7 separate regions of the Mus musculus genome follow, and regions 2, 3, 4, 5, 6 and 7 are each linked to region 1. Evidence: chromatin contacts called from public HiCAR-type, HiChIP or PLAC-seq and promoter capture Hi-C data. All regions are on one chromosome and are shown on one strand. Each heading gives the region's core, a stretch centred on a gene start, on an enhancer-like site or on the middle of the called end of the contact. The rest is flanking DNA. Distances are from core to core; before and after follow the strand shown. Region 1 holds the start of Astn2 (astrotactin 2). Region 2 holds the start of Trim32 (tripartite motif-containing 32). Region 3 overlaps Astn2 (astrotactin 2). Region 4 overlaps Astn2 (astrotactin 2). Region 5 overlaps Astn2 (astrotactin 2). Region 6 overlaps Astn2 (astrotactin 2). Region 7 overlaps Astn2 (astrotactin 2).

Region 1 (4,257 bases), core at 603-3,102:
TGAAGTCTAGTCCATTAATCTGAAAGTCTTTTCCGGAGAGCAAAGAGTTAATACGGAGCTTCCAGGTTGGCTCCTAAGTATGCCAACCACTAAAGCCCGCCACTTCGCGACACTAGAACAAGATTCAGATCCCTCCCAAAACAAGGATCCTGCAGAAGCGTCTCCACGCGAGCCCTTGGCGCCTCTCCCGCACTGTTGTTGGCCTGACTCCGACAACCAATCCGGCCCCGCGCCCCCAAGAGGGGAGGGGAGAGCGAGCGAACAGCGAGCGCGGGAGAGCTAAGGGGAACAACATTTTTGTAAACGCTCTCTGAGATAATTAAGCTATCAATTACCCGGGTGGGAAATCAGCCGCGCTTCCCACAGCTCCACGGAAGGGCCGACTCCTCCGGAATTCGCGCTGGGAATCAGCAGGCGGCAAGCTGCTGGCGAACTTTCTGATTAACTTTACTATTTGAGCCCCCTACCCCCATCAGTTTCCTCTTCGGTCCTTTTTCTTAGCCCAGTAAGTGAACAGCAATGACAAGCCTACGCACGACTAGGAGTAATGGAGAAAAGAGAAGGTGATAGGGATAGCGGGGACGGAGGGAGAATCTAAAAGTAGAGATCTTGGGCTCAGAACCTCAGTCCTCAAATATCGACTCAATCGATTCCAGCCCCAATTTAAGGAAAGCCAAAAACCGAAGCTCAGAGGGTAAGAGACTTAGCCAAGGTCACCAAGACCATGAGAAGGGAAAGCTTTTGAGGACTGGGTCTTTCCTTGTTCACGTAGCTAGTCTGAATTGATCCTAAGAAAACCGGTCTTGAAGGGGAGGATCCACAACTCGAGACTAGACAGAGGGGGCAGACAACTGGAGCTGTCCAGAAGAGCAGTGCGCAGCATGACCATGAACTGGCTTCAGAGCAAGGGTCTTCCTTGCCCAGTACCTGGTCAGAGCACACCGAGAGACTTGGGGTCTTCTGCGTCCTAGATGCAAGGGGCGGAGCTCAGAGAATTGATTGCAAAACTGAGAGCCAGGTCCCCGCTGCGGGATCCTTGGCACGCCCCCGGGCTCCCAGAGCGCGCGCTCCAGGACCTCCTGCCCCACACTTCTTTACAACCACCTGTGCGCCCTCCGGGCCCCTGGGCTGCCCTTTGCCAACCCTGATGGGGCAGCCTGGAGCGGGGATTCCCAGGGCGCCCCCACCCGTCCGGTATCACTTAGGGGTTCTGGGTTTCTTGGGACTCCGCGTGTGCGGCGCCTACCCTTACCCAGGGTGAAGAAGGGCAGCTCAGTGTTGTCCAGGTCATCTTGTACCGCGATGCGCCCGGGGAGCTCATTACGCACAAAGAGAAGGAGACGAGACTCCGCGGCTGTGCCGGCTGAACCCGCGGAGCCCGGGGACGCGGCGGAGGCGGCAGCAGCAGCAGCTCCGGCCCCGGCTCCGGTCCCGGCCCCAGCCCCGGCCGCGGCCCCGGTGCGGGCACCGCTCCAGCCGATGTCGCTTTCCCGCAGAGCGGGCAGCGTGGATACGGTGACGGTCTTGAGCCGGCATGGGCTGTCGGGCTCCCGCGAGGCGGCGGCGGCCGTGGCGCCGGCCAGCAACGGCGGCGGCGGCAGCAGGAGCAGAAACAGCAACAGCAGCGGCGGCGGCGGTGGCGGCGGCGGCCCCGGGTGGAAGCCGAGCCTCGGCCGCCCCCGAAGCCCCAAGCCGCGGCCCGGGCTGCGCCGGGCGCCGGCGGCGGCCATGGCAGGAGGGGCTGCGGTGCTGCGGGCGGTGGCGACCGTGAAGAAGAAGGAAGAAGAAGCAGCGGTGGAGACAGCGGACACTGAAGCGAACCAGGACGCCCGAGCTAAGGAGCCTAGAGAGCCACTAGCCAGCAGCCCCCAGCTCGGGGCTCCGCCTCCCGATCAGCCCTGGACCGCCCCCCCGCGCCGCCTCCCCGCGCCCCGCCGCCGGCCCCCCCTTCGCCCGCTCCCCTGGCGGACCCTGAGCTTTTCGGAGGCTCCGCCCGGCTTCGTACAGGTCCCAGTAGCTCCCTCCCCTTTCTTAGGTTTCCCCTAAAGCCTCCTGCACAGGGTTCTTCAGCTCCAACATCTCTCTCTAAAATTCTTTACACTTAGGGGCCCCTCTTGCGTCTCCTCCAATCTCTCTTAAGTCAAATCAACTACCTTAGCTTCATCCCACCCTTGGCTCAAGCTGCAGTACACCCGGGAAAGCACTGTCGCCAAGCCTTGACCAAGGCCAGGCCTTCCTGGGAGTTGAGTGCTCCTCTGGACAGCCAAGACAACTTTCTCCTCCCCACATCAATCTCAAGAATCAGTCTCTTCAATCTTCTACCCTGTTCTATCTTCTGAAATAAGTTCCCAGAGGCATCAGGAAATCCTCCCCAACCACTTGTCTGAAATCTCACTACCAGGAGGACCACACGTCATTTCTCCATCCAGGTCTGGGTTGCAGCCTTGAAGGCTAGTGCACACATAAGCTTGGGACTTTGACCTCTAATATGTTCCCCACCAGTTGACTCCAGCTGGGCTGTTCTGGCCCTTAGCTGCCTCCATGCTGGCCCTGCCAGGCAGCCCACTCAGGCACTTTTACTCTGCCTCCCTGCTCCAAGTTTGGAGCAGCTTTACTTGGCAGCTTCCAATCTCAGTAAGAAATTCCTGAAAAGGGCACTAGGAAGGGACCTTTCCTGGCATCCTAGGCTTTGGGTCGTTTCCCAGTTCCCACAGGAGAGGGCTGTTCACTCATCAACTCTGCTCATGGCACACACACACACACACACACACACACACACACACACACACACACACACATATTTCCCTGGAGATTCAAGTTTAACCTTAAATCTGGGTCTTAGAATACCCTGTGGCCTTGGGCTGATTCCAGTTTCTAACCTAGATACATCAGACCTATACTGAAAGGGAAACATCACCTCTGTGAGAATGGACCTGCACACTCTCCTTTGCCTAGTAAAACTTTTCTTCATCTTCTTACCTCTTTTGCTCTGTCTTTCATCTCTGCACTCATTTCCTTCTTCCCTGCGTTGACTTTAATCTTACAAAAGCTTCCTCACTATAATTTATGAGCCATTTCCCTCCTCTGTGGAGCTTGGCTGTCTGTTCCTTACTGTAGTCTTACCATTGGCTGTTTTGTTTTGTTTTCCCCCTAACTTTTCCTTTCTGCCTCTTCCCTTTCACACTACTCTTTCATTTTTCCCTTCACCACTTTTTGAAACTATTTTGAAGCTTTTGGAAAAAGTCAGATATCTAAAAACACAGGGAAAATATAGGTCTGTGCACTTCTCTAGGTTTTAGACATGTGCATACGTGAGTTTTATACATAATTATAACCCCATGAGGGTGGTGTGCACTTTCCCGTTTTTTTTTTGTTTGTTTGTTTGGAAAAAAAAAAACAACCTGGGATCAGTATGTCAGGAAAGTGAAGAAACTTTCCAAGGTCACTTGGCTAAAAACCAAGATTCAAACTCTCAACCTCTAAGCCTTACCTATTTCTATGAAATTGAACTGCCCTCAGTGACCTTGGGGACTGAGTCCTCTGGGGCTACTGAGTTTGAAAAATGCAGCTCCCAAACTCCACTTACTTATCTGTGAACCCTCGATGTGTGTTGGGGGGTGGTGGTGGTGGTGACATCTAGCTTTTCAGGTCCTCTGATTTGAAATGATCTCCTGCCTCTCTGATGCCGGCTCCAGTACATTTACTCCTCCAGATATGTTGCCCTGCTGCCTTCAGTCTCTCCTTTGTACCCTTACAATCCGCCACTATCCTCTGCCATGGGGCTTTCTGATTCTCTATGCCCCTTTCTTCAAATATGCTGACATAGTCCATTTATAGAAGTGCACACTAGGAAAAAAAGGGCTCCCTTATGTAAGGCAGAGTCTGTGGAAGTCCTTCATGGACCTCTGATATAAAGGCCTGTCAAAGGAGGTGAACACTTTCATTCATTCATTCATTCATTCATTCATTCATTCACCAACATATACCCCACCGAACCCGGTAGTGGATGTGGTAATGTATAAACATTAACTACTGCGTTTAAGAGAACTAAAAATAAATGATGGATGAGGGAGGTCCAGGGAAGATACCTGGGCAGAAGTAGCTCATGTTTCACAGGCAGACTGGCAGGAAGGGAGACTTTGTGGGGTCTTGTGATTACAACTTGGAAATATCAGAGCAATCTTTCCAGAGGAGGTGGCACTGGAGTTAAGCCATAAAGGTTGGCAGCCTCCAGTGGGTACCACAACTACATGCTTC
Region 2 (4,257 bases), core at 906-3,405, 800 kb before region 1:
TTCTGTTGCCAGTGCATCGTTAAGGGAAGACAGGGAAGAGACTCAGGAAGACCAGAAACCCGGAGGCAGGAACTAAAGCAGAGATAAAGCAGGAGTGCTGCTTCCTAACTTGCTCCCCAGGCTTATTATCAGGTACCTCTCTTCTATCTCCCAGCACCATCTGCCTAGGGATGCTACTCCCCATGTTAACTATCAGTCAAGAAAATGCCCCACAGACCTGTCTACAAGCTAAGCTGATGAAGGTGTTTGTTTTACTCAGGTGAGGTTCCTGGATGTGCCTAGATTTGTGTGAAGTTGAGCCCCCCCAAAAAAACAAACAACAACAACAACAAAAAACAAACAAACATAAAACCAACAACAACAACAAAATCTTACCAGCACAACTATATAGTGGGGGTACAGGACAACCTAGGTTATACACCAAAATGCTGTCTCAAATAAACCAAACAGGAACAAAGTCCTAGTTAGTTTTTAATGCAACCTGTTACGAAGTGAGTTCCACAGTCCTGAGCCCCTGAATTTCAGATGTCAGAAAGGGAGAGAGAGTGAAATGCTGTACTTTTCTTCTTTTTTGCTCCTAAAGAAATTCGGAATCAAATATGACTAACCATGGCCTGTATACAGATTCTCATCTATCCCAAATAACACACTCTACTGTGGAAAAGGCCTATGGATATTTATATTCACAGAACAAAAAACTCCTAAGTCTTAACTTAAATGCATTGTGGGGGATATCAGGTAGATGGGCTACAGCAAGATAGGGAAAGTTCTTTTATCTTTTCCGGATGTTATAACATTCTTAGTGGAAGCTCATAGTCTTCTAACTTTAACTATACATTCCAATGGTTTACCTTATAGTCAGAAGATTGTTAGGCCAGAGTCATAGGTTGTTAATAAATGGCCATTAAGAGAACTAAAGCTAGCCCAAGATAAATTGACTATGTGTCTACAATATGTTTTATCCTTTCCCAGTTCTAGGTATTTGGTCAGTCCATAGAATTGCCAGCACAGATATAATTTCTTCAAGGAACTTTGAGTCACATATTCTCTGGGAAAGCCTTGGGAGTTCTGGGTGCCTGGGTTGGCTCAGGGCTCTAGAATTATCTGAGATATCAAATTGTACTCAGAATGTATAATCAGGAAATCCGGCCAGGGATAAAATCATGTGAGAACTCCTGAATCACTGAGAAGAGAAACAAGTTGGAGAATGAATAGCCTGGTTCAGAGTTCCATCAAAATCGATGCCAGGTGTATACCGAACCTTGGACAAGATGTGTGGGACAGGGGCGGGAGTGAGGTGGGGGAAGGGGATAAATTTACTTTTCCCACCTTTCTGAGTTATTAGTAACTCATCAAAACAATCCTTAACTTTATTTTGAGATAAAGAAGTAGAAAAATGAAGTTAAGAGTGATTCTGGGAAATTAAAGCCAGGTTCTGACAGGTAGAAACTGGTTACTTTGCCTTTTAACCCCTAGGTCTCAGCTTCTTTTCAAAGTCTGTAGTCTGTCGGAAAGTGTCTAAAGGTATTACTGTTTTTGTTTTGTTGTCTTATCATTGTGCAGAGGGTACACAGCTAGGTGGAATTTCAAATATGAGAGCATAATATTTCAGATTCCTTCATATTCCTCACTAGTACTGTGTGTTTATCGCATTCAGGAGCAGGTATTACCTGTCCACAAACTACCTTCAGGACCAGGAGGTCCTGGCCACAAAACCTCCCGTCTGACAAGGCTCAATGCAGGCTTTTCCCTGTTTCTCCCTCTGCTATCCGCCTCTGCGCTGTTTGGCAAAGAAAACGTCTTTCCTAAGGGGCATGTGTTCAGTGACTCCACTTTGGGATGTGTCACAGGCAGAAACACCTAGCCCGGGGACCTGCAGCTCTTTGAAGGGAGTGTGCTTGTCTTCTTCAAAGAGGCGTCTGTCTGCAAAGTGCCCGAACTTTCTGGAGACTACTACTGGGGGATTAGCATTGACTAACCATGTTTAGACTCTGAAACGGGGCAGAAAGCTGCAATGGCCTAGGTTTCCGGAGCCATCCCTATCTATTCAGCTGGGCCGCGGGCGCTGAGCCCACAGACCTACAAGCCCCAGCATGCCTCGGGAGGCGGGGCAAGTTGACGGGCAGGCGACTGTACGAATTGGCGACTGCCATGGGAAGGACGTGCTAGCGCATGCGCAGAAGGCAGCGGGCGGGTGGGCTGGCAGCGGTGGACTCGCGTCGGAGCTGCGGGCGGTCAGGTAGGGGGCGGGAAGGAGGGTCTGCGACCAGGGACTGTGGTGGGTCGCGGGGATCCAAGATTGAATGGCAGGATTTGGGGACTGGATCGGAGTGGCAGGATCGGATTCGGAAGGGACGGGCTCAGGAGCGATTCGGCGGAGATGAGATGCAGCTGGGGGAGGGGAGCAAAGGGGCTGAGGAAATTTGCAGTTGCAGCATGTCGGGAGGTATGAGGTAATGTGGGGGCCATGCGGAGAGACGGGGTGCAGCATGTGGGAGATGGGAGGATCTGACGTCCCTGGAGGTATCTGGGTGCAGAATATCAGAAAGCATAAAGGAATTTGGCAGGCCTGGATGAGGTTGGGTGTTGGCGGGCAGAATCTTAGGGGCTTTGAGGAGATCGGTGTAATGATAGCAAGATCTGAGATCAAAACAGCCAAGGTCTTGGAAGATCCTAATTGCTGAAGAGAAAGGGATTTCTGTAGCGGAATCTGGGAAAGACTGAGGGGTGAGTTCCCGAGGGAATCAGTACCCAGTTAGAAAATCGCAGCAAAGGTTTGAAGGCAACACGTGAGGCAGGACGGGGGCGGAGGTGGGGGGCGGGGGTTGGAGGTGGCCCAGTACAAGATGGGGATGATGGGCAGATGAGCGATCAGATTGAAGGAGGGCAGAAATCTGAGGTACAGGATTGGAGTTTGGAGATGGCATACAGGGGTGATAGATGTGGGAATTTGAAAATAGATTAAAGGATGTATTGGAGGGATGAGGGACACATAAGAGCTATTGGTGAATTGCAAGGCTGCAGCATACAGTCTAAAAGGTTGAATGATAGATTTGGGATTTAGCGTTGAGAATGAGGTTTGTGGAGAATGAATGGTGGGGAGTGAATGCTGTAACTAGATTATAGAATTCAAAACCAAATGAAATTTGTGAGTAGGTTCTTAGGAGGTTTTTGTTTGTTTTTGTTTTTGTTTTGGTCTTGGCATAACTGAACCCAGAGGGTCTTCTGGAGACCCAGGGACCTGAAAGTAATTTATAAATAAACTATGTATAAATGAATGGAATTTAGGAGAATGTAAGGGTTTGGGAATAAAGACACCAGTCTTCAGAAATCCTGAAGGAGAGTTTGACATTCTTTGAAGGGCAGATTCTTCCTCACTTACTAACTAAAGGCCCTTTAATCCTGAGGCAGGCATGTATTCTGACTATACCCACTCTGACCACCCCCACCTCCTCATCACAGACCCGATATTATAGGCCTTGGGGAAGAAGCAGTGAACTACCTAAGGGCTTCTGCTACCTAGCCTTTTCCCTGTCCAAGGTATGAGCCAAAATGATCTTCAACCTAATATTATCTTATAGGAGGTCCATTATAGCTCACAGAGACAATGGTTCTGGGTGAGAAACAAAACAAGGTTGGAACAAGGCGGAGCCTCCTGTCTACTGAGTATTTAGCCTGTGCCATTACCTAAAGCCAGGGTTCTCAGACAGGGTGCTTTTGTTCTGCCAGGAAACATTTGACCGTGTCTGGATGGAGGCATTGTCAGTTGTCATAGTTGAGGGGTTGTGTGTGTGTGGGGGGGGGGATACTTGGGGGGGGGGATACTGGTTTCTAGTGAACAACCCCTACAATAAACTATCATTTAGCTAGAAATGGCAGTCATGCCAAAATGGGTCCTGGCATCAGAGTCAAGAATGCTCTGGTTAGATCCTGGCATTATTTATTTATTTATTTGTTTATTTATTTATTTATTTATTTTTCTCTTTCTGCTTTGTAACCTTTAAAGAGTCAATTGACCTCTCAGTGCACAAGCTCTTCAGGGACCTACGTCATAGAATGGCTGTGAGGACTCAGTGTACTAAATCAGGGTGCTTACTGTTTGGTGCCCAGTAAAAGTGCTCAGAATTTACTACTTTTGAAAATATGTGTGCTTTCTTCTCATGATATTCCTTCTAAATATACATTCACTGTTCAGTGTTACCCACGAAACTAAGGCTTAGGAGGTCACTTGTCTAAAGCCACATTCCTGCCATGTAG
Region 3 (4,257 bases), core at 1,250-3,749, 770 kb before region 1:
TCCTGGATAATGAGTTCCAGTACATGGTACCTGTTGGGGTAGGAATGTCATGGGTTATGTAGATTTTGGAGTCAGACAGTTTTAGAATGGTATTGTGCTTCTGCCTATTACCAGCTATGTGACAATGAGCAGATCCTCCCTCTGTGTTCTTATTGAACAATATGAGCTCGATGTTTTGTTGTGTGGACACGGTCCACACATTCCACTTTGGCTCCAGGCCAGACTGTGTGACAACACTGCGTTCTTCTATTCCCATGCAGAGCTCAACTTCAAAAGCTCCCAGATTAACCAGGACGAAATATCCATGGCTTAATAAGTATCATGCAAAAAGGGCAAATATCTGTCACTACTATAGTTAGGAATGGAAAGAGCTACACCATGATGCCTTTTGCTTGGGAAAACCAATAATATGAATGGTCATTGTTGGATAAATTGTATCTCAATAATAAATGAAAATAATAACAGCTAGCATTCCTTGGCATTTATTATATGTCAGGTGCAATGACAGTCACTTTATAAACATTATTTCATTTGATCCTCATTCTCATAACAATAATGCAATATAAGCATTACTAGGCTCACTTTAAAGATTACAGAAACTGAGTCTCAGAGTACAAAAATTCCTTGATTCAAGTCATGTATCTGACAATGGGCAAATGTATCACACATACCCTGGTGTGTGTATGGGTGGCAATGAGTTATTATTGAGGGGGCACACTGACTGATTCATGCTGAGTTTCTACCAATTGCTCATCACAGACTCCATGACATCTTCACAACCTCCATGTGTGACGGAGGTGCTTTTCCAGCTATTCATTGGTGCTTCCTCAATTGGTCTATTATTTTTACATCATTTACATCATCTAGTGATTCAATCCTTTCTTTTTTTAAAGATTTATTTATATTATATGTAAGTACACTGTAGCTGTCTTCAGACACTCTAGAAGAGGGAGTCAGATCTCGTTACGGATGGTTGTGAGCCACCATGTGGTTGCTGTGATTTGAACTCCGGACCTTTGGAAGAGCAGTCGGGTGCTCTTACCCACTGAGCCATCTCACCAGCCCCGATTCAATCCTTTCTATTTGTAACATTTCTCAGCTTTGCATGGAGGTATTGCAGCTTCGCTAAGTACTAAGTAATTTGAGGCATAGCAACACCCAATAGTTCATCAGAGAAGCCATAGGCATGCCTTGAGATCACCCAAAGATCTCAACGATTTCAGGATGTTTAAACAGTACTCTGACACGTTGGGCCTTTCCTCACATTCAACTTTGCCCAGAATCTCCTTCCTCTACATGTTTTCATGACAAATGCTCACTTAGACATCCAAAGAGATGCCTCCAAAGGCCTTTTCAGAGTCAGGGCTCCATCTCTTAGCCATGCACCTCTGCTCCCAAGCTTCTGTGCCTCTACACATTCCTTAGCCTCCTCTGTCATAGCATGTACATGTCTAAAGGATAACAAGAAGCGACATACGGGAGTGTTTAGAGGGAAGAAAACAAAGGGAGAAATTTTGCAATTATATTATAGTCTCCAATAAATAAAGTAAAAGAATAAAATTAAAAAGGTTGGGACATTCTGTATGTCAGCTTCCCCTGATTGACTGTGACCCGACCTTTTGTTTTTTCCTAGCTATTACATGGAGCATGGCAGATATCAGGAAGTCAACATACTACTGAAGAATGCTGGGGAAGTAAAGGAGAGTGAAGAAAAGCCACCACCTGAGGCAGAGAGAAAAATAAAAGAGCTTTGGTGGCATCCCTGAGAACAGTGGTCAGGGCTCATCTCGGGCCAACTTTTGCCTGAGGAAGACATAAGTGTCATCGAATGTATTCTTTATTCATACCTTTTTTTTTCTCACTGAGAAAGTGAAGAGTATAGAACGAAACCTTCATAATTCTGTTCAAGGAAGCTTCATATTCCTGGTAAAATATAGCTGATAGAGAGATGTCCTGTCTAATAACCTTAGCCTTTTAGACCCTGCAGACCATGCCAGGGACCTGGTCTATGATAGAATCAAGTGGTTTGGTTCCAGTTTAAATAGAATCAAGATAACCAGCTTATCATAGTGTCAATCTCTTACTCTTTCTACCAAGTACTGTTTCCTTCACTGAGTTCCCATAAGTCCTCAGAGTTTCAGGTATGGTATAGCCTACATTTGATTATGTTCATGTGCAGGCAAGTATATCCACATATGTACTTATACACACACACACATATACTCATGCATACTATATTATATGACATAATAAACAGTCTGCCAAAACATTACTGTTGTTTGCTTATGAATTTATATGAGGTTTTAGCAACCAGGAGTCTAAATTTATTTAAATTTTTACAGTAGTTAAGACAAAAAAACAAAAACAAAAACAAACAAACAAACAAAAAAACCCTAGCACACTGCTTTTTCCTTTGTGGCTATGCGGACTAATCCTGCATAAATTGTCCTCAACTTGACTTTGCCAGAAGAAGAATGAGAATGGCTAACATACACAAGAAAGGAAATCACACATGAGTCATTATTTCCTATGGCAGACATTGTGAAGCAATCTCTGTATTCTATACTACTAAGATGGGTCCTAACCCAAAATCTCTCTTTGACATAGTCCTCAAAGCACTGATTGCCATGCAATTGTAATGGCCCCAAGAGAAATGTAGGCCTGGCTAGATGCTTTCTAATGTCTCTTCCCACTCTGACCTTTTAAGGTTTTCCTCACTTTACCTCATAATGCTGCCCCTAAAGTAAGATTTAGCAAGTTGTACCAAGGAGGACTGGTGAGGAGACTATTTCTACATCTGCAGAAGCTGAGAGCTAACCCTTGAGTCTTAGCTGTCTTCCCTTCTTTCAGCTGCCGTAAGAGAAATGGAACAAATGAGCAAAGGTTCCCTTGGGTTTCCCACCAACAGCTAAAGAGCTCTCTGAGGCTGCTGTGAAATAGTTGGATGAACACTGATCTTTTTGTGATTAAAGCTGCTTGGGTTCAAATCTTTGCTCCACCAGGCTCCCTGGTGTGGACCATTGACAAGTCACCTCACCCTTCTAAGCCTTAGTTCCCTTAAGCATGAAATGCAGATAGCGCTGCCTACCTTACAGATGTGTTGTGAAGAGTAAAGTGGATGAAGGGATGTGTGTGAAAGTGCCTTGTAAGTTTCGCTGTGGCTGAGTGCATAGGAGGGATTATTATTCTGGGTATACACCCGTAAGAAAAAAGACTAGGGTGTTCTGTTCCAGATGGACTCAATCTAAAATGGGAAACAAATGCTTTTTTTGGTAATTTTATCTTGTGGAAACAGCAATCTCATGGGCCTATTTGTGTTTAATGAAGCACATCCTGTATCGCCTCTTTGCATGGTTCTGAGAAGAAATAAGTGGGCTCTCTCCTCTGCTGTGCTGCAAAGTAAGTGTCCAGCTTCTATTTAACCTCCTCCATCTCTCTTTGTTTGCTATAAAAATAACAATACTTTATTGCTAGACTGACCCTACAGTTATCTGTACAGAAGCCAGAATACAAGGCAAAGGGAAAGAGGTGTTTGGCCAGATCTCCATCCTATGTTGGTCCAAAATAAAGATGAATGTGTCCAGGCTGAGCATTTTAACCCATGCTACAGTTGAGGAAAGCAGAGTAGGCCCTGAAGTCATGCAGTTTGGCAATAAAGGAGCCAGGTGTATCTGAGTCCAAGAAAGTTAGGATTCTCAAATCATCCACAAAGTTCTTCTGAACAGTAGTTCAAGAATGAACATCCCTCTTTCTTCCAGAGGCAGGGACTCATTGAGACCACAAGAAGGCTATGTATCCTTTCCCAAGAAAATACTAATATAGAGAACACTTAGACTTAGATATGATGACATATATAACTCCCCCAGGCTTATATCCTCATTTGTCCTTAAATACACATCACTAATCTATGCTTAAGTATGATGCCACAAATATTTACCAAGCAAAATGATTTCTACCTTCACAGAGCTTCCAGTGAGGTACTATAGACAGGCGCAAACTACGAATGTAAAGTTGCATACTGAGATGAGGTGTACCAAGTACACGTCCTTCAGTGAGTGCAAGGAAGATGCTCAGCTTAGCCTGATTCTTCTTGAAAGGTCTCCTGCAAAAATAACTCAAGTTCAGTGGTCTAAAATGATCTAGCCTATGAAGGTCAATACCCAGGGTACTGACCAGGCTAAGGGTCAAAAGGACTACAGAGTGCCCTAGCATCTGAAGAAGGGTAATAAGACTGAACAATAGAGAACATAGGGCATA
Region 4 (4,257 bases), core at 535-3,034, 720 kb before region 1:
AACACTTTGGTTCAACTAGTGTGCACACACTTCATGGGCCCGGATCTTTTGGTATGTACAGAGAAAATGTAGGCCATGCCTGCAAGGTACAGCCTCATTATAAAGCCTTAAAATTCTCTAAAACAAGACCACTCTCTGACTGAAACATACTGGCCGTGACTGCTTTTACTCAGTGAGGAAGATTGGGGACAGTTTCTGGAAGCAGCCTCTGGTGGCAGGGTAGTACTGTGTATGGCTAGAATTAAAGGCGTTCAAAGGCATTTGGGGAAAGGTAAAGCATCAGATACATGCACAACCTTAACCTAAGGAGAAGTAAGTCAGGCTGAGTGGCTCAAACCTGAGAGGTGGGAGCCATAGGAGGATCGTGAGCAAGGGGCACGGGCAGAAATCCTTCTCTGTGAGGCAAGCCAGCAGTGTGTTCCGAGAGACTGGGCCCCCATTGCTTTCCTTTTTAGTTCCTTCTAGACTGGAGCCTCGGAAATGGAGAGGAGAGAGAGGCAGTGTCTGTAAGGTGGAGAATCCTTTTACCACATGCTGAAGCAGTGGGGGTGGAGGGGAACAAGCCCGGGTGACAGGCTCTACTTGTGCCACTCTGATTAGCTGGGAAAATGCAAATCGGCACTTCCTTCTGCAGCACAGCTAACAAGATAATGAATATTTTCATCAGCTGCAGAGAATACAAACATCTGTAGGAACACCAAACCTACTCTCCCGGGGTGGGGGAGGAAGGGAAGATGTGGGGGTGGGGAAGCACGATTCTCAGCAGTTTTAAGGAAGAGGAGCTGTTCTGGGAGCCTGGCAGAGTAGCTGGAAGATGGAAGCTGAGGTTGGAGTCTCCAGTCTGTGACACATTGGGGATCTTGTAACTGTCAACTTGCTCCATGTCTAACCAATCCTTCATGGCTGGTGTAATCTTATAGTCCTGGCGGAATTTGTGGACTACCAGCCAGTCTATTCATATCCATCCCTCATACGTCTACTTGTCAATTCAGGAAACAAGTACAGGATCCTGTTGTGGACCAGGCCTGAATCAAGGACCACATGGGTATCTTTTGCATTTTGTTTTGTTTGTTATTTTTGCTTGTCTCCAAGAACCCAGTTCATTAATATATACATTTTATTATTTCATATCATATGTATAACTGCTACACACACTCCAGTGAAGTTTGCTTGGCAGGCCGAGAGGCCTGGAAGCACTCTCGAGGCAAAGAGTTTCATGGAAAATCACCTCCTGGAGTTTTGGCGTTCTTATTAACCTATATACTCATACCCTATCATACCCTATCCCCGCGTTAGTCTGGTGTATGGATCCACGTGCTCTCTTTTAGTATTATTTTATTATAAGTGCCCTTTAAGATTGAATTCTGATATAGTTAAGCCTCCCACCAGTGTTCCAATGTTCCAGAAGCTGACGAGCTTGGAATCCTGTAGGAATGCAGTAAGGAAGTTACCTATTCAGTAACTAATTAAGCATTACAAAAGACAGCAGCTCAGGGCTGGTCTGCAGAGTATTTACTAAGGACAGTAGCCAAACTCACACAAACAAGGGAATACCATGAAAGAGCCAGGGAATCCCACTGAGATAGAAATCTTCAGTGCAGGCTAGAAGCAAGTTGGTGAATTCTTTTGACAAATGGAGATTCTCCACAGATACTTAAAAGTTACAAGAAATTATCAGGGTCCAGGAAATAGGGGGGTTGTGGTATTGCAGTATTCATGAGAAGGTCTGTTAGTGCAGAACCCTTGGTGGTGGGCTTAACAATAGACTAGCTTTACACCTGGCTCCCTTCTTAGTGGCAGGACCTGGTCCCCCACCTTCTTTTGATGTATACATTCCTTTTGTATTGTGCCACTGTAACTTGGTGAATGTATCTCGCCTGGTTTCTTGTTATTCTTCTGTATAAAAAGTTTGATGCTCGACTTGACAACTTACATTCAGATTCTACACAATCTCCTGTGTGCATCTGTCTGTCTTTCCCGCCGACTTCTTGCCCATCATCACCCAGAGACCCGTCCACGCAGACAAAGGGACGCAGAGGGTCTGCGGCATATAACAAGATATATACTATATTACCCTTAAGGAGACAAGCACACAGTCTGGTCTGATATTGAAAGGGGTATAGATAGAGAAAGGCAAAGAAGCATAGGCCACTTAGATTTTGGAGGAGATGGTCAAAGAAGAATTACTGAGAAGGTGACAGATTTTTGGTATCAATCAAGAATAAATCAGTATTTTAGGATGTCAAATTGGAAGAGCATTCCAGGTAGACAAAACAGCATTTACAAAGGCTGGTAACTGGAAGAAGGCAATGGATTTATTACCAGCAGCTGTTGTAGAAGTATGTGTTAGCAAGCAAAGAAAGGGCTGGAACAGTGACAGAAGGTACGTGAAAGATGGACTTGAGTTCATTTCTAAGGAGAGCATCCACCAACCTAAAGATGCTGACCTTTATTCTGGACAAAATAGGAAGCTATTGAGGAATTCCGAGCAAGGGTAAGCCCTGTGTTTTAGAAAATGGCTCTGGCTGCCGCTTGGAGGATAGATGTGAATGCATTAGAATTAAAGGTGAGCAATATTTAGAAAGGCTTGGAGGGAAGAGATATGCAGAAGTGGGTGTGAAGCTTTGCTATTTATCCAGATCTTTGACTTCCTAGGGCAGTCCAGCTCCCTAAAAGCTGGGGGAAGAGAGCCATATAATCTCTCCTTCATGGGGTCGAATAAGGAACAATGCAATGACTAGAGTCAAAAGATCTTATAAGGTCTAAGGTAGAGTGGACATATCACCAGTCCATAATTAAGGTACAGCAGTGATACTGAGCCTGATCATGACGTCCCTCAGTCCTATAGCTGATGTCTAGAGGAAGACACTGGCAGATAGTTAGAGTCTTTAGGACTTGGCTTTGTAGCTTATTGTATGGTAGCTTACTGGAAGTTCATTGAGTCTCTGTGCTTCAGGTTTTTTTTTTTTTTTTTTTTTTTGTATCTTTGCAATGAAGCAGGGGCATTGCTCTTCCTTGATTCTAATAAGTAGGGCCACCCAGAGGGCTAATCTGAGTGGCTGGCCATAAAATCTATGTGCTATGCCCTGAAAACCACATATCTTTAGTATTGTGAAAGGAAAACAGAGATGAACTCCAATCCTTTAGTCACCTTCTGTGAGCTCCATATTCTAGACCAGGAGTTGCCAAACTTCCATGTGCTAGCCAGATCCATCCCTCTGCCTGTTTTTGTAAGATCATGAGCTGAGAATGTTTTTTTTTTTTTTTTGTTGGTTTTTTTTTTTTGAGATTTTTTTCAAGTGGTTATTTTGAAAAAAATACAGAAGATGAATAATATTTTATGTGACATACTAAAATTATAGATATTCAAAACTTAATATCTATAAATAAAGTTTTATAGGAATACAACATGACACAGTTAAGTGGCTGGGTGGAAGGATGGGTTCATTTATACATTATATATGGCTACTATCCTACTACAGAAGCAGAATTGATTTCTTTCTTGTAGAATAAAGATCTTATGATTGCAAAGCTCAAAATAGCGCTCTGCAGAAACAAGTTTTCTGACCCCTATTTGAGATATTGTGATGTATTTCCTTACTGCAATCCTATGAAGTTGTTACTTATTTTTCCGCTGTTCTACAGATGATAAAACCAAAGCTCAGAGACATTCAACCATTTGCTCAAAGTGATGGAGGGTGGAAGCTACTTTAGTTGCATGACTGCCCTGAAGTCCTGAGAAGGGCTCTCTCTCTCTCTCTCTCTCTCTGCATGTGTGTGTTTGTGCATGTGTACTTATGTGCATGAGTGTGAATATTCCATGCCACAGTGTACATATGGAGGTCATTCCTTATTTTCTACCTTGTCTAAGGGAGAATTTCTTGCTATTTGCCACTGGATTTACCAGGTCAGCTGCCTAGACAGCTTTCCAGAATTCTCTTATACTCATCTATCATCTCACACTGTGGTAGCATGGAAACTACAGATGGGTGCTTCAATATCTGTCTCTGTATGGATTCTGGAGATCTGAGCTGAGTCGTCATGCTTGCACAGCAAGCACTTTACTCAGTGAGCCATTTATTAGGCCTATTTCCATCCATCCTTCCTTCCTTCCTTCCTTCCTTCCTTCCGTCCTTCCTTCCTTCCTTCCTTCCTCCCTCCCTCCCTCCCTCCCTCCCTCCCTCTCTCCTTTTTTCCTTCCTTCCTTCCTTCCTTCCTTCCTTCCTTCCTTCCTTCCCTTCTTCTTTCTTCTTTCTT
Region 5 (4,257 bases), core at 1,118-3,617, 690 kb before region 1:
GTGGTGGTGGATATGGGAGAAGTCAGAGCTGAATATGATCAAAACCCACAGTATGAAATTCTCAAAGAATTAATAAAAATATAAACAAGTAAATAAATTGAGAAGGAGAGTGGAAGCCCTGCACATACTCAGATATAATTTTGTTAGACATTTAAGGGTTACAGACAATGCAAAGTTTAAGATGCCACATAATTCTTACAATAAGGAATAGGCTGGTGAGACACACTGTTAAATGCAAAAAGATGGCCCTAGTATACTTTCTATATTTTAGACTAGCTATTTCCAGATTAGGGGTCCCTGGGTTAACCTGCTCTTGGAGTACATTTTAGAAATGTTTGTAAATTCTTTGTCTTCCCCTTTAAGAAGTAAATCATTAAAGCAGTTTTCTGGCTAGTTTTTATAACTTATGAGGCTACATTTATCAAGGATGTTAAAACAATCTCTTTAAAATGTGATCATCAAGAAAGCATGTGCCCCATTGCCCAGGCGCTGTGGGAAGGTGAAAGCTTAACTTCCATGGGTGCCAATTAGCAAACACAGATGGTCTAATCACAGAGAATACATTTTCCAAGATGAGAATAACACTCTGGGATATGCTGCGCATGTCTCATTCAATCTCTTGTCTTTCAGCACTTTTCCATTTGCTGTACATCTGTGTTCAAAAACCTTTCTTCTACCCTTTGTCTCAACAGAATTTCATCAGACCTTACCCTAGTCTTGTATAAATTTGTCTTTGTCTACTTATATCATCCAGGGCAATGTTCTCTTTGACAGTTGAGTAGTAGATCTGAAACATGCTATTTGGTAAAAATCAAGAAAACCTGAATAAAATAGAGAATAGACATAAGAAATCAATATTAGTTTATCAACAGTAATAATTATACTATGCAAATATATCAAGGGAAACAGCACAGAATGTATGAGCGTTCTTCATATTTTGATTTATCTATTAATCCAACAATTTACATAAGTATGGCTATTTTAAAAATAACCTTTTCTGAAGCTGTAAGAATTGATATTCAGTGTAATTAGCTAGATAAAGAAAGATAAAACTACATGTTCTAACTCATGATCCTAAAATCAAACCCGTGGAGGAAAACACAATAGTGCAAAGGGCAGGAAATGTAAGGAATTGGTCAAGGGACACAAAATCTCAATTATTACACATAGCGACAAAAGTGAACTTTATATTTTTAAAAAATTGTTTATAAAGGCTCTTTTGTGTGTATGATGTGTGCGTGTGTAAGTCTGGGTGAGGACAGGTATGGGGAGGACAGAAGGTGACATTGGAGGGTCTTCTTTTATTGTTCTGCACCATATTGTTTTGAGAAAAGGTCTCTCACTGAATCTTACCATTTCAGCTAGACTGGCTGGCAAGCAACTTCTTAGATCATCTTGTCTCTGGATTTCTAGGGCTAGGATTATAGATTCTTTTTACTCAGCTTTTTGTATGGGTGTTGGGGATCCAAGCTCTTTACTAGCTGAGTCATTTCCTGATTCCTTCAAAGGCTCTTGTTAGTATTCTCAGTGCATGTAAGATAATAAACCTGTGTGGTGATGGATCTGTTATGGAGCTTGGTTTTATCATTCTCTGTGTGTGTGTGTATGTGTATGTGTGTGTGTCTGTATCTTCAGACCTCACTGAGTCTAGAGTTTTTTCATCTGTGACCTGACATTAGTAAATGTACTTGTATCACTTTTTCAATGGTGGCAGAAATTATTAAAGACATCTTAAATATCACATCAATCGTGGCCCTTAAATGTTTAATTCTATTCAACAAAATTAATAGTAATTATCTCTTAGTACTCATGGGGAGAATGGCAACCTAATTTTAACTCTGCTAGATGGGTATGAATTAATGATGGGGGGTATTTAAAACATATACTTAGAAGATACATCAAAACAATATATCATTTTTCTTTTCACTACAGCTTTAGATTCTAAGTCTTGTTCAACTTGAATCCCTAAATTTTGAACATAATATGCATCTGACAAATATTTATGGGTTGTATTACAAAACTGAAGGAAAAATTATTGCAATTTTGCTTAATTTTCTGGCTATGTTCTCACTTCTTTGTAAACAGAGATGTAGAGGCCTTTGGGCTTACAGTTCCCAATGGTCGAGTCTGCAAAAAGTATGAAAATGGTTAGGGAATTAGTAGAGACTTATAAGGATAATGTTTGAAGGTCTCTTTTTTTGAGTTATAATAAGGCAGCAAGGACCAGTTCCTTCATCAAGGCTCCTTTCCTCCTACTCTAGAAAACATCTGAATATAGCTCAAGAAGCTCCAAGGTCACACAGACCTCTTGAGAGGATGAGAGAGTGACTGGCTGACTCAGCCACAAGTTAGCAGCTGAATTCACCAGCCCTGGGCAATTCCAAAGCCTACAGCTTTGGCTCTTGCCATGTGCCTGCTAATTAACTGCCCACGACAACTCCACTGAGAATCTCATATGACATAAAAATGAATGTTCATTTTGGACTCCTCAAAGCCCCCTTTGAGGAGTTCCACAGGATTATCATGAATAGTAATTATTCATACATAAACCCTAGTCACTGCCCTCGGAGGTCTCTGCATTAATTCTCATCCAATGCACTGTGATTGTATCTTTCACAGGAATTGTTACTAAATGCATTTCTATTCAGAATGTCTCCCTGAAATGGAAATATTTCCCTGAAAATTAATTTTCTAAATATGCATATGTAGGCTTATTAATGTGAGCTTAGAATAGACTTTTTCCATCTCTCTTGAAGGAGTATAAAGGAAGTAATACCAATAAATTCAGATCTCATGTAATCTCAAATCTGACAGAATGCATACCATAGCACAAGAGTTCTGAATAAGCTGGACCTCACAGGTCCTTGAATTTATGTTAAGAAAATATTGTTAATATTTTTACATCTTTACAGAGCATTTTAACTACTTTTTTTGGATAACCTCCTCCTGTCATGTCCTCTCATTTAATGGTAAGCAAATTAAGGCTCAGACATGGTATTAGATCATATTCAGCCTTATAACTAGTAACAGTACCCTTAGAACAGTACTTAAATAACTTTGTGGTTGATTGGCTATCCTCTGTCTCGCTGTACAATAGCAACTTCCTGCCACCACCAACATCACTGTCTCCACCATCACCACCACCACCACCATCCCCACTACCCTTCCCCTCCTTAATCGAGATAGGTCCAGGACCTTGTTCATGCTTAGCACAAACTGTACCTTTGAACAATGTCTCCAGCACTGTCCCGTCGCTCTTTTTAACTTACTTGCCTGATATTCTTATCTTTAGGCTCTTTGTTCTGTTATATACCTGGAACATTTTTTCAAAGTTTCAGAATCTTCCAGGCCTTGCTCACATCTATTTTCAGGAAGTCTTCCCAGCTGTGTTCTCTCACAACCAAGATGGGGTTTTATGGGGTTGCAGAATGATTCCTTAGTCTCCAGACAAACTTCCATCATGACCATAGCACAATGCAAAGCGAGCTTGGGCAGTGAGTAATTCGTGTAGGTGAGAACAAAACCTTTAATTATCATCTTCCTCCTGTCATTCCAAGTGCTTAATGTGGCCCGATATGTAACAGGTATTCAGGACACATTGAAGTGGGAATAAGTGGAGATGGAATCTCTGAGCCCAAGCGATGCTTTGTATTGTCCTATTCCATCTCACAATTAAAAAAACAATAACAAATTACTGCCAAGGCATGAGGTCTTCTAAGAGTAAGAACCAACATTGCCTTAGCACAAAGCAAATATTATAAACATTTCAGCACAGTGGACACCATTAACTAAAGATGCACAGTGATTGGCCAGGGGGTGGGCTGGCTCATACCTTTGAAGTGTTTATTTATAAAAGAGATGGCTAAGCATATTAGTGCATTAGCAATGTAAACAAGATCATAGGGGGAATGGCAGAAGATACTTAGGAGAACAAACTGCCTGGAGTCACTTTGGAAGCACCCATTATGAACAAACAATCACTGTGCTAATTACAATTGCTCTGCTAATTACAATTACTGTGCTAATTACAATCTATCCTTATCTGTTCTGTAGGTTCCCTATGGACTTTTACTTCTGAGTGCTTAGACCAGACTGAGTTACTGCCTTCATTCGAGTGTAATGAAATTGCACTTCTTCAAAAATTGTCTCTGCTTCAGATGTCTCAATGATTCAGAGAGGCATGCCCCTCCTAGAAAAAGTACAGAGTCAGGGATTTTGAAGCCAGAAAATCTAAAAGAAAACTAAGCGGGGGAGGGA
Region 6 (4,257 bases), core at 1,269-3,768, 640 kb before region 1:
GGAAATGTGAGACAAACCAGAGCCTTTGTTCCTTAAACAGCATTTGTCAGATATTTTGTCAGACCAGTAAGATAAGCAAATAGTACCCCCATCTTCTCAATTGTCAGAAAAAGGTGCACTGTTATCTACCAGTTCCAAAGAAGGGAAAGTTAGGCAGGGACAGGAGAGACAACTTCTTCTGGGTTCATGCTACACAAGTCTATATTTATTTTGTTTCATAGAAGCCCTGTTTTTCACTGTCATTAACACAGAACCAAGGTCATTCTGACAAGGTATACAAGCTACAGACATGTATGTAAGAGGCCACCTAGGGAAAATGGCTTAGAGTGACACTGGGTGACTGTCATAGCACCAACTCCCATTTTAAACAGTGGATTTTCTGATAGCAATTTCTTTCTCATAGCAGCTCTAGGTGATTAACATTATGATCATGCCCACTTGACAGACAGTGAACATGAAGTGTAGAGATGGTCACAAAGGTGGTAGGTGGTATAATTCACTGCCCCGGGATCCTTTTAGCTATTCTCTCTGAAACAACTCCCTTTAAAGATAATAATTAAAAAGCAAAACCAACAAACACAAAACAAGAACAGGTGAGACCAGAACTCCCAGCAATCTTGTATCACCGGATTTCTCTCCATCAGCAACTGATCTTGTGGTGGCTTCTTGGGGGAACTCCAACTGGGTGTCCTCTTGTTCCATCCAGTTCTGCCACACTCTACTGGGGACTGCACTGGACCCAGCAGGTTGAGGTTTGCAATACAAAGCTGGCCTCTCCTCAGATGTCAACCCCTGATGGCTCCACCCACATTTATCACCAGCTAGCTGTAAATGGGGATTCCCATAACTTTTCTCAGGTTTGACTCATCAACTGGATAGCTCATAAGAACCATGGTGACTGGTTTATTACATAGGATATACTTACAAAACACCAGAAGAGACATATAAGGAAAGGTATATCAGAGAACATATAGAGCATCCATTTTTCTCAGGCTACCTCAGTCTACAAGAAGCTCTATGTTTTCAGAAACTCCCAGAAGTGCTTATGTCACTATCAGAGCTGAATTACTGGTCACTGGAGATCAACTTGCCTTCATTCCCTCTGTCCTTTTTGGAGGTTTGGAGATGGACTAAAAGTCCAAATCTTCTAGTCATAAATAGATCTTTCCTCTACTCAGCCCCCACCCTGATGATGCTAGGAAAAGCTTGTCAACATATCGACCTAGCCACAGACACTTTGGCCAGGCATCATTGCACACACCTATAATCCTACTACTTGAGATACCAAGGCAACAGGATGGTGAGTTCAAGTAGGAGGATGGTGAGTTCTCAAAGAAAAGCAGGGCATGGGAGGGGCAAATGTAGCTTTCCAGAGAAATGTTCATCTAGCAGGCAGAACGTCATGAATTTGATTCCAGTACCATATAAATCAGGCATGGTGGTATGTATCTGTAGTCTCAACACGTCAGAGTTATAAACAGGAAGAGCAGAAGTTAAAGGCCACACTTGGCTACCTAGCAGGGAATTCAAGCTGTAAAAGAATATGTCTCAAGGTTTACATACAAACACTGAAATGGAGGGAGAACTACTTTGAAGACTAGAAGAGAGTAGATAGGTATTATGTCGGTACACAATGTCACCAAGGAATACTAGCAGGATTTCTTTTTTATACACTGGGATTCAAGTTGAAAGCAGCTTCTCTAATTTTATAAAGTCAAGGAGCAGAAGCAAGATTTGAACCCATGCAATTTGACTGCAAAGCTCTTCCCTTTCACTATGGTGCCTAGCTATGAGCTGCTTAATCAGGGGTCAGACCAGGCCCTCATTAAAGCTGCAGAGATGAACCATTTTAGGCCTGCCACGTTTTACTGGCTCATTTCCCTTCTCCATCTTTTGTAACTAAAAACTCAATTTGCAGCTCAAGGCTGTGTCCTCACACTGTACCTTCTCATTGATCGCCCAGACTCTGAGTGAGAAACGATTTTATAAGCTAGTTGGCTTTGAAAAGCATAGAGTGGCAGCCATTGAACATATGCTTCTGTGGGTATATATTTATTCAGCTTATGTTGAGTGTAATTTTGGATGCTTTGCATATTTTATTTTTTTTTTGTCGCAGAGAGCAATTTTTAAAAAAGGGAAGAAAAAAGTCTCATCACTAAATGGAGACAGATGCCATACAGATATAAATCCAACATATATATATATATATATATATATATATATATATATATATGAATATGAGAGAATCAGAAAAGAAGCGAATCACCAATCCTGCATTCCAGGAACTGAAATGGGTAGAAGAAGGTGACTCATAGGCAATGAGAATCAAGTGTTTATTCTGATATCCATGAAAAGATATTTGTCAAGTTGGCTCCAGGCCAGGACCTAAGATCTTTATTCCAGGGCCTGCCTCCCATCCTGCTTCATCTTTTTTCTTCATGGTAGTATTGGAAGGACAGAAATACAGGCTTGAGTGAGCCACTCAGCACTTCCAGCAACCCAGAGTGAGTAGTTTAACATGTGAGACCGAATGCATCATTGTCTGAAGTCAACAGCTGCAGCAGTAGTCATGTGTAGGTTGGAACCAAGGTCTCAAACCACAACAACATGTGCAGAGCAGCCTTCACTAACAGTGTTTGAAGTCGTTGAGTTGAAAAACCATACCCCACATCCTTACATAAGATAAGCAAAGTGCTTAGTTCTACGTTCCAGAGGGGGAGGGCAACCCAATTTTGCAAATGCTTGGATTCAAACATCTAAGGTCACACTTAAAATTGGCTAAAGAGACTTTTTCTTTCTCCCTATATTATTTCCTGCTTAAAAGAAAGTCTTCCCTCCACCAAGGACAAACTCAAGATGTAGCATTTTTAAAAGGGGGTCTCAGAAAAAGCCTTTTTCTTTCAATCTAGGAAAGAAATATGCTTATGTATGTGGCAAAGATTGAGAGGAGAGAAGCAGCAGCCCAGGAGGAGCCTGCATCACAGGGGATTCTTTGAAAGAGGGGTGTTCATCTCAGTTTGCAAAGTATCCAGTTATTAACTCAGGATAGCACCCAGAGCATTGCTTATTGACTATGCAAACAAATATGAGCTCTTTGAAGGTCAGAACGTGGTTCATTCCTCTAATTGAAGAAATCAGAACTTCTTCTCACACATAGGAAATACTTGAGTTCTGACTATAGAGCTTTAAAGTGTGAATAAAACCATAGAGTAGATATGTGACCATTTATTTTTCTTTGGCTATAGGTAAAATCTTTTTTTTTTTTTAATTTTGCTTGGTGAGATGTGCTTTATGTTGAAGATTTTACCAACATAAGCCTAAACTAAAATGAAAAGTGCTGTGGTAATGTCCGCCTGATGTTGAAATTCTGATAAACATACAGGATCACATCTCGTATACAAGTTAAATCCATTCTTGCTTTTAGATAAGAGAAAGGAATAAAATGGGAAGTGAAAGAGGACCATGGGTTCTCAGATACAGGCAATATTCTCCTCCTTGACTTGGGAGGTGGTTTGAGCATTTTCCTTAATTAGTATTGATAAAACTGTAAAGGATGCTTCATCCATTTTTCTACAGCTTGTATATCTCACAGTAAAGTATCTAAACATATATAAGAAAAACTCAGGGAAAACATTAAATTGTTAAAGATAATTCCTGGAGGACATGACAAAGGGTGTGCTGTTATTTCCCCTCTGAACATTTTAAATATTCTCCCCTGAGCCTACCATTCTTTCATCATCCTTAAAAGGATAAGTTTTTAGCAAACAAGGCATAGCATCACACAGAGTGCTGCAATCCCAGCACTCTGGCGACAAAGAGCTAAGAGGATGGTAAATTTGGGATCAGTCTGGCATCCATCCTGGACTACTTAGCACAACCTTGTATCTAAGCAAGTTGTTTAAGGTGCACATCACAACATCTGGTTTGTTAATAGTTTTTAAAGACGAAGGAATTCAGAAATGGTTACCATGTATCCATCTTTGTCATGTTCTTACTTTCCATAAAGAAACTGACTTTGGGAGATATAAGCCTGCCTGATGTTCACATTAGATGCTACAACATCATGAACTATAGTGGTCCTGACTAGTTTACAGGCAAAACACTTTGGCAGATTGTTCCATGCCACACAGCATTCCAGTGACAGAGACTACATATGCACCCAAATCTTTGTCATGCTAAGTTTTTGAAGCAAGTCAAGGAGAAGCTGCAGAGTATAAGACATAATAATTTTAAGTCTTTATATAATTAATACTAAGA
Region 7 (4,257 bases), core at 1,037-3,536, 590 kb before region 1:
CCAGGACTTTTTGTCATTTCTTTTCTTGAAAGCCATTCTGATGAGGTGAGAGGAAATTTCTAAGTAGTTTCATTTCGCATTTTCATGATGGTGAAGGATGGTAAGCTCTTTCCAACATGTTTCTTTTAACTGTTTAAGCCCAGTTTAGTCATATTCTCCACGTCCTTATGAATCACTGAGTATATGATACTATTGCTGATCACAGGATAGCCAACAAGACTCTGAGTTCCCAGCCAATGTTATTTCATGCAGAGCATACAGCAACCATTTTATATAAGTTCATGCAACCCATTGCACAGATGTACCACCCAAGGTGAAGTGGGGAAGAGAGAGCTGCTACAAGTAACACAGACAGTGTTAAGGCCCAAAGCCTTGGCATAGAGTCATACAGAAGTAGTTCCAGCACTTCGGAAGCTGAAGTGGGCAAGATTGTAAGTCTGAGAGCAGCCAGAGCTACATAGTGAATTCTAGGCCAGTCTTGATCATATAGTAAAGCCATATTTCAAGAAATGGAGGACAGGAAAAGAGATAGAAAAGAGTAAGATTTGTGTAAGTCCAAAGCTGAGGGCAGCCACTTCCATGCCACCCTGTTATCAGTTTTAACTCATTCCAGGTTGAATGTTCATGATTCAACTCCACTGCTGACAGCACACCCCATAGAAGTCAGAGACGTGTTTCCCTCTTCTCAAGAAGAGAGAAAGGTGTAGTTGGGTCCAGAGTAGAAGGGTGATGGAGGGACATTATACCTGATTATCCCACTAGTGTGACAGGAAAAAAATATCTCTCTGGGATTCAGCTCAGTGACATGCACCATGAGATATCAAAAATTTCTCTCTGTATAGTAAGTAAATGGATGGGTAAACAAATAATGAAATAAATGAATAAAAAGTTAATTCATGAGAGGACTGCCCCCACATTTCCTTTAAAATTCTCTTTAAATAAGCCCATAGATCTTTTTAAATCTAAAGCCCTCCCCCCCTATATTGATACCTCCCCTTGTGGGACTTGCATTAATGTAGAGTATGTGGAATATAAGAAAAAAGGGAATATTCGTGTTGAATCTTTATGACTCCATGCAATGAAAAGCTGTTTATGCTGCAGGCATGACTGAAATCTAGAGGTCTGCTCTACCATGGGGAGAACAAAATTAGTAATGGTGTATTGTACATGGAGGTTTTCCTTTCTTATAATGATAGATCTCACATTGTTTTTTTACTATGAAACAAATCATAGGAAACACTCAGAAATCTGGTGGAGATTTATATGCTTTTTATCTTGATTGTGGTGATGATTTCATGGATGCAATGGAAGAAATTATACCAAGAGCCAAAAAGAGAGGTGGCTAAAGCCCTAGATGAGATAAAGGATGACAACATGGATAGCCTTGGAATTCTATAGCCCAGTGTAGACTCTAACTCCTCTTTGAGCAGGCCAATTGATTGCTTGAATATTCAGAGACTTGTATTTGGTTATGCACTCATGGTGATTATGAATAAGTATCTTTGGGTTTCTAGGACTCAGTTTTTCCAAGTCTGAAACTAAGACTTGACTTAATGTTCCTTCAGATTGTTGCTTTGGATGTCGCTTGGTCTCCCTTGGAAAGCAGATCCAGGGATGCCTTCATCAGTCATCCTCTCCCTGGTAGATCCTGGAGAGTATAGTAACTTTCTGGGTTGCTAGAAGACACTGGCTCCCCCAAGTGAGAAACTGGAAGGTTTCAAAGAGAATGTCCTGGGGGAAAGGCTTCCCTGACTCTTGTTATCATAGCTCATCCCCACATTCATTCTTTATTCGATTCACCTTTGTGGAGTATCTTTTAAATAACAGGCTGAGCTCTTAGCATGTGCACTTGTGTAGAGATAGATTATGTCCTCACATAGCTTGTGTTCAGACAGAAAGGCACTGTTATAAATAAGTAGAAATGAGCCAGGGCAGACCCACTTGAGATAAAGTCTTAAGTTAGCATCTAGAAGCACATCACTCAGTTCACACAATCCCTTACATGTGTGGAGGGTTGTATCATTCTCAAATGGTTGTCACATGAATCATTTTACTGGGTTGTCAGAATCATCCCTTGTCCTGCTATATATATTCCAGAGAATAGTAATGCAGTCCATGAGGGAGAAAATGGCTTCCTTAAATTAGATCCTGAGGTTTCTGGGTTATTGACCAGAGCTTGCACTGACTGGTGGTGGTGGAAGTTGGTTCTGGAGGAGAGTGGTAGACACTGAGGCTGAAAGACACATAAGTCCATTGTGGAGACAAGACCTACAGAGCAGGAAACCTTTTGCCACACAACTGCAAAGCAAAGAGCTCAGTTAACTTAAATAGCACAGTAGTGTGGGGAAGGCATAACATTCCAAGTGTCCTTGGAACCCATAAAAGAAGGGCACATGCAAAAAGAACACTCATAGCACTTGAAAGCACTGAGCATCCTAAGCAGAGGAATCTGATTTGGACTTTGCTGTGTCCCTTGGTCTTCTTGACCCTGATTTTCTTATTTATCAAAGGAGATTTGAGTACAGACCCACAGGACTGGCATGAAAACACAAATGAGAGAAGTGGCTGAAAATACCACATGTGATGCCTGCCAGGCACAGATTGAGTGTCTGGCCAGTACAAATTCCCTTTTACTGCTCTTCTCAGTTCCCAGCAGGGTGGCAGCTGTCTGCATGGTGTTGACAGGTTATGAGAAAGCCCAGAGTCTCAAAAGACTCAGCTTATGTGAAATACATGTCACCTCCACCTGAAAGAATTACTTTATTCAATCAAATAGAGATCGCAGGCAGGGAAAAGCTGCGCATATGTTAGTTGTTTGAACAATAAAATACTAGATAGTAAGATATGGTAATTAAACACTAGTTAGCTCATTCGTTTGCTAAATAAGTGCTCTGTCTATACCAAAGCGTCAGGGTTATCTGTAGATGACTCAGTAATTTTTATGTGGTGAAAATCACCAGGTATCTGTGCATTGATCATCAATAAGACTGTTATGTATTCAAAGTCTCAGATGATAACTGTTAACTTATTTAGACTTAATAGAATAATTATCCAAATTTCCACCTATTTACTCACTCATCCATCTATCCACCCACCATTCCAAGCATCATTATAAAGTATTATTTCTTAAATACCTATTGTTCTTGCTCTATCCCATGAACTGCCAGCAATACAGATATGCATAAGACTGTAGTTTCTGGATAGAACAAAGCCAATGAGGTTGTTAAGTGTAGGAAAAATGTGGGAAAATATGTCAGAGAATGTTCACAGAGGCTCAGAAAAAGAAGATGATGGGTGGTGGTAGATAGATTAAGAAAGGTGTCAACAGTATCTTTATGCTTGAAATGAAACTGTATGCATGCATGTATTTACTTAAACTGACTGCATTACTTTAATAAAAACTGTGATGGTACTGAGTGTGTGTGGGGGGTTGAGAAAGATAAGGACTAAAGGAAGAAAAGTAGGGAAAGTACAGAGGATCAAGGATGGAAGGCAGCCATTCTATTCAAGCCAGTGTAATGAATGGCAAACAAGACTGGGGTTTAAAGAAAGTGGCATTGGGGAAATAAGAACCTTGAAGCAAATTGATCTCTAAAAGCTTGCCTATATCTTAGTCTGCATCTCCTTGACAAGATGCTATTGGTTTTCATCCATCAAGTAGGAGAATCGTTTTGTCACATGATAATTCTCATCCCTGATGGGGTCTAGTGAAATGCTATATTTTTATTCTACATCTCTGGGGTAATAATTTGCCAAAAGTTATGGAAAACTATCTTGCCTAATGCACCAAGACTCCTGAAATTTGGTCTTACATTTTGACCAAGTGATTATAGTTATAAATTCTGGAGGAAAAATGAGCAGCGCAGGTAAAAATGAATACATAGATGTCCGTCACAGTGGTGTTTATAATGAGTTTCAAAATAGAAACAATCTGCATTCAGAAGATGGTTAAGTGGGTAGCAAGCTTGAGGGGCCTGGGTTTAGCAATGCATGTAAAAGCCAAGCAGGTGTATTGGTAGCCTGCTACCCCAGAAATTGGGAGGGTAGAATCAGGAAGATGGCTAGCTAGACTAAATGGAAACTGTGGGCTCCCTGCTAAACAAGAATGCCTGCCTTAATAAATAAAGTGGAAAGTGACTGAGAAAAACACCTTGGATCTCCTTGGACCCCTCTACATGCACAAGTACGTTTGTATATGTGTACCAATATACACGCATGCACCCACACACAAGTATAAAACATGGAAGCATCTCATAT

What was found. Promoter capture Hi-C pulls out the DNA fragments that hold promoters and counts their contacts. HiCAR-type assays count read pairs that join an accessible place to other places. HiChIP or PLAC-seq counts read pairs in DNA pulled down with a chosen protein or histone mark.
Region 2: a contact with region 1 is called in a HiCAR-type map of astrocytes, with 6 times the contacts expected there. The contact joins the promoter of Trim32 here to the promoter of Astn2 in region 1. A contact is called at or near these places in 5 of 39 promoter capture datasets (cranial neural crest, hippocampal neurons, liver and 2 more), 3 of 484 Hi-C or Micro-C datasets (cerebellar granule neurons, cerebellum and cerebral cortex) and 7 of 115 datasets of contacts at active chromatin or transcription factors (SST interneurons, astrocytes, embryonic forebrain and 4 more).
Region 3: a promoter capture Hi-C map of trophoblast stem cells shows a contact between it and region 1, with 5 times the contacts expected there. The contact joins the enhancer-like site here to the promoter of Astn2 in region 1. A contact is called at or near these places in 10 of 39 promoter capture datasets (the 3T3-L1 cell line, cranial neural crest, embryonic stem cells and 6 more), 1 of 484 Hi-C or Micro-C datasets (nephron progenitors) and 10 of 115 datasets of contacts at active chromatin or transcription factors (SST interneurons, craniofacial prominence, embryonic basal ganglia and 7 more).
Region 4: a promoter capture Hi-C map of embryonic stem cells shows a contact between it and region 1, with 5 times the contacts expected there. The contact joins the enhancer-like site here to the promoter of Astn2 in region 1. A contact is called at or near these places in 16 of 39 promoter capture datasets (the 3T3-L1 cell line, 3T3-L1-derived adipocytes, the C10 cell line and 10 more), 4 of 484 Hi-C or Micro-C datasets (ECoMG myeloid progenitors, brain, nephron progenitors and 1 more), 13 of 115 datasets of contacts at active chromatin or transcription factors (VIP interneurons, craniofacial prominence, embryonic basal ganglia and 8 more) and 1 of 9 other capture datasets (embryonic stem cells).
Region 5: an H3K27ac HiChIP or PLAC-seq map of SST interneurons shows a contact between it and region 1, with 7 times the contacts expected there. The contact joins the enhancer-like site here to the promoter of Astn2 in region 1. A contact is called at or near these places in 7 of 39 promoter capture datasets (the 3T3-L1 cell line, 3T3-L1-derived adipocytes, cranial neural crest and 4 more), 3 of 484 Hi-C or Micro-C datasets (cerebellar granule neurons, frontal cortex and uterus), 7 of 115 datasets of contacts at active chromatin or transcription factors (SST interneurons, astrocytes, embryonic basal ganglia and 4 more) and 1 of 9 other capture datasets (pancreatic islet).
Region 6: a contact with region 1 is called in an H3K27ac HiChIP or PLAC-seq map of SST interneurons, with 5 times the contacts expected there. The contact joins the enhancer-like site here to the promoter of Astn2 in region 1. A contact is called at or near these places in 5 of 39 promoter capture datasets (cranial neural crest, hippocampal neurons, liver and 2 more), 5 of 484 Hi-C or Micro-C datasets (cerebellar granule neurons, cerebral cortex, cortical neurons and 1 more), 9 of 115 datasets of contacts at active chromatin or transcription factors (SST interneurons, craniofacial prominence, embryonic forebrain and 6 more) and 1 of 9 other capture datasets (liver).
Region 7: a contact with region 1 is called in an H3K27ac HiChIP or PLAC-seq map of cardiomyocytes, with 7 times the contacts expected there. The contact joins the enhancer-like site here to the promoter of Astn2 in region 1. A contact is called at or near these places in 4 of 39 promoter capture datasets (cranial neural crest, liver, maxillary cranial neural crest and 1 more), 2 of 484 Hi-C or Micro-C datasets (cerebellum and cortical neurons), 10 of 115 datasets of contacts at active chromatin or transcription factors (SST interneurons, cardiomyocytes, craniofacial prominence and 7 more) and 1 of 9 other capture datasets (embryonic stem cells).

Annotation. Positions count from the first base shown.
Region 1 is chr4:66,402,631-66,406,887 of GRCm38.p6, forward strand. It overlaps Astn2 (astrotactin 2), which reads right to left and starts at 1,853. Exons shown (of 23, transcript NM_207109.2): 1 at 1,253-1,853. The coding sequence starts at 1,730.
Region 2 is chr4:65,602,831-65,607,087 of GRCm38.p6, forward strand. It overlaps Trim32 (tripartite motif-containing 32), which reads left to right and starts at 2,156. Exons shown (of 2, transcript NM_053084.2): 1 at 2,156-2,239. The region is part of intron 16 of Astn2 (astrotactin 2); the gene reads right to left.
Region 3 is chr4:65,632,737-65,636,993 of GRCm38.p6, forward strand. All of the region lies in intron 16 of Astn2 (astrotactin 2), which reads right to left. It overlaps Gm31533 (a long non-coding RNA gene), which reads left to right. Exons shown (of 3, transcript XR_881358.3): 3 at 1,634-2,064. Among named protein-coding and RNA genes, the nearest start is that of Gm31533, 7.0 kb to the left of the region's middle. Within about 2 kb of position 2,500, at least 1 of the 459 cell types and tissues checked has an H3K27ac peak or open chromatin away from gene starts, as enhancers often do. A contact at or near this core is called in trophoblast stem cells, where this site is marked.
Region 4 is chr4:65,678,492-65,682,748 of GRCm38.p6, forward strand. The region is part of intron 13 of Astn2 (astrotactin 2); the gene reads right to left. Among named protein-coding and RNA genes, the nearest start is that of Gm31533, 53 kb to the left of the region's middle. Within about 2 kb of position 1,785, at least 16 of the 459 cell types and tissues checked have an H3K27ac peak or open chromatin away from gene starts, as enhancers often do. A contact at or near this core is called in brain, embryonic basal ganglia, embryonic stem cells and 1 more, where this site is marked.
Region 5 is chr4:65,715,759-65,720,015 of GRCm38.p6, forward strand. All of the region lies in intron 13 of Astn2 (astrotactin 2), which reads right to left. Among named protein-coding and RNA genes, the nearest start is that of Gm31533, 90 kb to the left of the region's middle. Within about 2 kb of position 2,368, at least 3 of the 459 cell types and tissues checked have an H3K27ac peak or open chromatin away from gene starts, as enhancers often do. A contact at or near this core is called in SST interneurons, where this site is marked.
Region 6 is chr4:65,765,638-65,769,894 of GRCm38.p6, forward strand. The region is part of intron 11 of Astn2 (astrotactin 2); the gene reads right to left. Among named protein-coding and RNA genes, the nearest start is that of Gm31533, 140 kb to the left of the region's middle. Within about 2 kb of position 2,519, at least 10 of the 459 cell types and tissues checked have an H3K27ac peak or open chromatin away from gene starts, as enhancers often do. A contact at or near this core is called in SST interneurons, where this site is marked.
Region 7 is chr4:65,811,710-65,815,966 of GRCm38.p6, forward strand. The region is part of intron 10 of Astn2 (astrotactin 2); the gene reads right to left. Among named protein-coding and RNA genes, the nearest start is that of Gm31533, 190 kb to the left of the region's middle. Within about 2 kb of position 2,287, at least 6 of the 459 cell types and tissues checked have an H3K27ac peak or open chromatin away from gene starts, as enhancers often do. A contact at or near this core is called in cardiomyocytes, where this site is marked.